Linked DNA regions of Mus musculus: region 1 is linked to region 2. Evidence: chromatin contacts called from public Hi-C data. All regions are on one chromosome and are shown on one strand. Each heading gives the region's core, a stretch centred on a gene start, on an enhancer-like site or on the middle of the called end of the contact. The rest is flanking DNA. Distances are from core to core; before and after follow the strand shown. Region 1 has its middle 36 kb from the start of Chrdl2. Region 2 holds the start of Chrdl2 (chordin-like 2).

The links. A called contact is a pair of places that touch in the nucleus more often than the background predicts.
Region 1: a contact with region 2 is called in a Hi-C map of liver, with 1.8 times the contacts expected there. The contact joins the enhancer-like site here to the promoter of Chrdl2 in region 2. A contact is called at or near these places in 6 of 39 promoter capture datasets (embryonic stem cells, frontonasal cranial neural crest, liver and 2 more), 13 of 484 Hi-C or Micro-C datasets (the G1E-ER4 cell line, cerebellar granule neurons, cerebellum and 5 more), 3 of 115 datasets of contacts at active chromatin or transcription factors (embryonic stem cells, kidney and stem cell-derived neural progenitor cells) and 2 of 9 other capture datasets (adipose tissue and macrophages).

The regions. Positions count from the first base shown.
Region 1 is chr7:100,040,757-100,043,580 of GRCm38.p6, forward strand. No RefSeq gene overlaps it. Among named protein-coding and RNA genes, the nearest start is that of Chrdl2, 36 kb to the left of the region's middle. Within about 2 kb of position 1,330, at least 25 of the 459 cell types and tissues checked have an H3K27ac peak or open chromatin away from gene starts, as enhancers often do. A contact at or near this core is called in cerebellum, liver and muscle stem cells, where this site is marked.
Region 2 is chr7:100,004,727-100,007,708 of GRCm38.p6, forward strand. Chrdl2 (chordin-like 2) reads left to right here and starts at 1,678. Exons shown (of 11, transcript NM_133709.3): 1 at 1,678-1,921. The coding sequence starts at 1,840.

The DNA.
Region 1 (2,824 bases), core at 80-2,579, 36 kb after region 2:
AATAAAAAAATTTTTAAAAACAAAAACACCAAGGGGGCTGGCCAGATGGCTGAGTGGGTAAAGGAGCTTGCTGCCAAGGCTGACCTCCTGAGTTTGATCCCTGAGCCACAAATGTGACAGAAGCAGAGAATTGGCTCCTAAACTTTGTTTTCTGACCTCTGGGTACACACCGAGGCCACACACTCTACACTAAATGAAGGTTGAAAGAAAGACCAATGGATCCAGGGTGTTAAGGGAGCCCATCTTTGGGGTGTGTCTGTGAGAACATCTCCAGGGAGGTTTAACTGTTTTGTTTTTGTCTTATTTTTGTCAACTTTACACACGCTCCATTCATCTGGAAAGAACCTTCATTGAGAAAATGCCTTCATCAGATAGGCCAATCTGATGTGGGCATTTTCTTGGTTAATGATTTATGTGGGAGGGCCCAGGCTACTGTAGATATAGATATGTATGTGTGTGTGTGTGTGTGTGTGTGTGTGTGTGTGTGTGTGTGTGTGTGTGTGTGTGTGAAAGCAAGCTGAGTTGGGCATGGGCATTATGCCATTAAGCAGCACATCTCCGTGGTCTCTGCCTCAGTTCCTGCCTCTAGGTTTCTGCCCTGCTTGGGTTCCTGCTTTGGCTTCCCTCAATAATGGACTGTGATCTATATTTGTAAGCCAACTAAAGTCTCTCCTCTCCAAGTTGCTTTTGGTCATGGTCTTTATCATAGCAATAGAACTCTTAACTAAACACAAGGTCATTCACTGAGCCTGGAGCTCACCAATTTGATCAGAATGAGTGGCCAAGAACCTCCGGGGGCAGGACTGTTTCAGCTGGGGTTACAGACGCTGTTATGCAAGTTTTTATGCTGCCTGAGGTAAGACCACCGGTCCTTATCCCCAGTTTAAACAAGCACTCCAGGTAGGCAGACCCAAAGAAGCCTCTAAGCGCACAGGAGCTGAACCTGTCAAGATCACTACCTGTGATCCAACCTGACACAGTTTGTTTTCTTCCGATGGTGGCTGCTCTGACCCTTCTCAGAGCTCTCTAAACTCACTGCCAAGCCTCCAGACTCCCATAACCAGACACAGTAGAGGGACTCCCCAAAGCTCAAATCTGACTTTCTTGCTCGGGGCCATGGCCTGCCCATGCATCTCCCCCACCTGGTGGTCAGACACTGTTTCACTTTTCCCACTGCCTAGCTGCTCTACCCAGTGTCCAACAGCATCTCCTTATCCTCCCAAGATGCAGCCTCGGCCCTTAAGTCTTCGGGCACTTATACTAGCTCACCTGTCAGCCCTCTATCTTCCTACCCAGTCACACTTCAGGGCTGGCTGGTTGTAGTGCTGTGATAACGGGAAAAGTGAGGAGGCTCAGCGCAGGGATCACTCTAGAGGCAAGACTCGAACTCCTCCACTGCCCGCTGCTGCCAGCAGGGTGCTCGCGGCCCGGGACAGGGGGCGGGGGTCGGGGCACCGGCGCAGAAGAACACGGGCTTTGATTCGTGACTCCGGCGTGGACCCAGACGCTAATTAAAATCGCCTGGGCCGCGGGGGCGGCGGGGCGGGCACAAAGCCCGCTTTGACCTGGCGGCACAGGCCAGGCTTGTGGGACGTGTTTGTTTTTGCTCGTAAAGCACAGCGGCCCAGCGGAGCCTGGCGAGGGCCCCTGAGGCCATGGCTGTCCTCCCTGCCTGCTCCCAGCAAGCCCCAGCGGCCAGCAGGAGCTTGTACACTCCCGGCCTCAGTTTCCCCCTCCATTGACCGGTAACGATGAAAACATGGCATTGTTAACTTTGAAGATTACAGAGTTTCAGCCCCAGACCTAAAGCTCTTCTCACTCTACTGATGAAGTCCAGAGAGAGTGAGCACCTCACCAGAGGTCACAGGGTTCGAAGTGAAAGAGCCAGGGCTGGAACCCAGACTCTCAAAGCCACCGGAAGCTGCCTCTCCAAAGAGGGAGAGCTAGAAAGGGCCAGCTGGCAACAGGAAGGTGGGATTCAGCAAGGAGGCGTTTCCTGTTCACCTCCCATCAAGCTGTCCATCCGTCCATCCAAGTGAGCTCCCCAGGGTGGTTGTTCCTGCAGAGGACTAGACAGAATTCCCTGGAGCCCTCAGGCTCCTTCCAGCCCCATCTTTGGGGCTTCTGGCTGCACACCAGCAGCAACTGCTCTGGTGGAGAGGCACTCAACTGTTAGGTTGGGTGAGGGGGAATATGGGTGCGCCTTCGAGGTGCAGGTTTGTGTGGAAACCAGGAAAAGATGGGAACCTCTGTGGTTGGAGGGATGCCTTGGCTGCAACAGTCATTCCCTGAAGTAGGGAGCCTGGGGTCTCCTCTTACCCTCAGCCTTCCAGCTTGCCCTGTGGGACTCTAGTACCACTTTGACCTGGCTTTGACGTACTGGTCAGCCCTCAGCTCAGAACGGGCTGTGATTTCCCAGCACCCCCCAACCCCACCCCTTCCCTTTGGAATAGCCATCCTAGGGTACTGACAGGCTCAATGTCTGTCCTTCATGGCAGACAAGAAGCCCCAGGGTGGGACTGTAAAGGCTTGCCAGCCCACCCTCCCTACCGTGGTCATATTCTCCTTCATAAGCTGGCGCAGAAAGATCCACTCTGCCTTGGGCCAGGGCTTAGCCTACGCTGCCACAGCTCAGTCAAGGCCTGGCAAGGGGCTTTGGGATATGTTGGGAGTCTTCAGAGAATAACAGGAGACTTCTAAGTAGGCTCAGACTCACTGAGGAAACCAGGGACAAAGTGAATGACAATCCCCATTAATGAGTTGGGCAACAACTGAGATGTCCCGTGCTTGGTCCCTGCCACCTCTCAAACTAAGTCCTCCCCTG
Region 2 (2,982 bases), core at 428-2,927:
GAACCCAATGAGCCCACCTTTGGCAACCTTAGACATCAAGACAGGTACAGAGCACACATTAGCAGAGACGGGGGGGGGGGGGGAGATTACTTCTTAGCAAACACTGTATCCAGGAGGGTGGAGTGGAGGAGAGCTTTGACAAGGAGAACCTAAGTCAGAGGAGGACTGGAAGGAGCTCATGTTTGTCTTCACTCTGAGAGCCCTGAGTAGGGGCTTTCTTGGTCACTGGTTCCTCCCACTGCTCACTTGGCGTGAGGAGTGCAGCCTTAACCCTGCCAGTCAGATAACCTGGAATGGGGTGTGGCCTGCCACTTCTCCATCCTTACACCTGTCCTGGTCTGAGACACTGGTAGCTGTGTAAGAGATGCTCAGGAATCAAGGTCCAAAGCCAGGACGACTGTGTTTGCCCACAGTGGCCCAGCAAGCTGTGGATGGCGCCAGCACCTTGAGTCTGCCCTCTCATTGCAGAGCCTGTGTGCTCTGGGGTGGACAGAGCTTGTTCTTTTCTTAGGGTCCTATTAGTTCAGGAGCTCACCTAACATGAGGTCTGGAGCAACAGCCTGCCCAGGCTGCTGGGGTTCTGGATCAGCGTGCTCACCTTCTGGTGAAAGGACAAAGCTCTGACCCTGGCTGTCACTGGCGCATGCAGAGCAGTGGGGCCTCGCCTGTAGAAAGAGTTCATCCTGGGCTGCTTGGTAAGTGGTAGCAGCAGTGACTCCATAGCAAAGCTACCTCTCATCTGGGGATGATGCCTAGGACCACCACCTGCCAATGGGAGATTCCAGGTACCTGAAATGGCTTTCCTCCAAAGTTGAAGTGCTTTGATGTTCCAAATCTTATTTAATCCTTTGCGACATTTGCAGGACGATATTGAAGACTTTTAAAGTAACTCAAATCATTATCTTAGTGCTGGAGAGAAAACCTTTCTCCTAGGCGCTATGTGCAAGCACACAGACTGTGTTCAAAATGGCAAGTGTCTCTGCACTCCCCCACCAAATACCCAATCCTGAGATTCCCAGACCCGTACTATGACCTTCCCCACTCAGTTTCATCTGAAATCTAACTGGGTTGGTTCCCCTTGCAGGCTGCGTACCGCGGGGAGCCAGGGGTTAAAACCCGGGGCGTCTGTGGCCCCCTTCCCCCTCCCCAGCCCCCTCGTCTCCACTCGGCGCCTTGCCTGGAGCGAAGGTTCCCAGCCCTGCACTAAAGGGGAGGGGGAGAAATGGGCTTGTTTCTCGTGGCCAATCCACGAGCTCGCGGTGCCTCAGAGGAGGCGCCAGCATTAGGGCGGCCCAGGGCTGCAGGCTTCCCGCGGCAAAGTACAAATGCGCCCGAGCGCGGCGTCTGGCGCCCGAGGCGTGCACAGCGGCAGCGCTCAACCTCCCCCGCGCCGCCACCGAGGGTCTTGTCGCCCCACCGCGCCCCAGACCCGCGCCGGACCCCGCGCCGCCGCGCCGCCGCCAGCCAGCGCCACAGGGACACTGCACCCCGGTGACCGCACCCCGCAGATCCCGGTTCTCTAGCTAGCACCTTCTCCCTCTCTGCCATAGCCTTTTTCTTCATTTCCCCAACTAATTTCTCTCTCTCTCTCTCTCTCTCTCTCTCTCTCTCTCTCTCTCTCTCTCTCTCTCTCTCTCTCTCTCTCTCTCTTCTCCTCGTCCCCTCCCCACCGTCCTCTCATCCTCACCTTAGACCTCTCCTGTCCTTGGCTCCTCTTCATCTTTGCTTTTCCGACTCCTCAAGCAGCGGTCCTACTTGGTCCTCTGAGGACTTACTTGTGTCCTTATCTCACTTTCTCCCGGCTCATCCCGGGGTTGTCTGACCTTGGGACAAGGAAGGATGGTTCCCGGGGTGAGGATCATCCCCTCTTTGCTGGGACTCGTGATGTTCTGGCTCCCGTTGGACTCGCAAGCACTATCCCGTAAGTAGAAACCAGGCAAAGTCTGGGCAGGCAGGGGAGGGATGCGAACCAGTGGGATGTACTTTGCTGGAAGATGTTAGTTAGGACCTGGGGACCCCTTAACGCTTGCATTTATCCAGGCAGCACCTGCATAGCAGGGGTAGATGTTGCTCCATGACCAGTGTGGGCTGGTGAGTCTTGGGGGGAGAAAAGTTTGGCAGAGTTTCTTTCTGGGGTGCTGCTGGGGGAAGAGCAGTGTGCATTGTGGGAAGGGACTTTACTCCCAGCAGCCTGATGTGTTGAGTGTGAAAGACGGAAAGGCTGATGAGCTCCTGGGCTGAAAGATGAACAAAGTGGAGTCCATTATCGCTTTTGATACTCACAACACTCCATGAGGTGTCATCATTACATTTAATTGATGAGTAAAATCGGCAGGGCAAAGAGAAGAAAGTTTCCGAAGCTGGTAAGCTATCCAAAGCCAAGAGTCTAATTCCAAATCCTGCCTTTACAGCGTCTGGGAGACACCCCGATGTGGGGCTGTGAGACTGGAAGGCATCGGGGCGTGGTGAAAAAAGATGAGGTTCTTCATCTTCCCAGCCTCACTGTGTGCCAGCTGATGGGTCAGACACGGAGGGCACCTCACCATCTCTTTTCTAATCTATAAAATAGGAGCCTCTTAAAGCCGTTAAATGTATTAAATGACAGGGAGCAGGCAGAGCAGCTTGTATAGAGATGCTACAAGGTGGCCTCATCAAAGTGTATCAGCTGCCTAAGCCCCCAGAGTTTCCACTTCAAACAGTAGGTTATGCAGGACCACAGCCTCTGTTTCCTAACTGCCCCTCCTTATGCTGGTGACTCCTTCTGAACCTCCCCAATAAAGAAACAGAGCCCAACAAGGACAGTAGTTTGCTCCAGGCCACCAAACTTGAAGACCCAGGTCCCCACCCCCTAGCTGACAACCTTTTCCAGGCTTGGCTCCACCTGCCAGCTCTGCTTCTGACTGGCTACTGGCTTTGTGGAGCTAGTGAGGCTAGATTCTGTCCTGCTTCTGGGAATGGAAATGTTGCATGTCTGTCTGACGT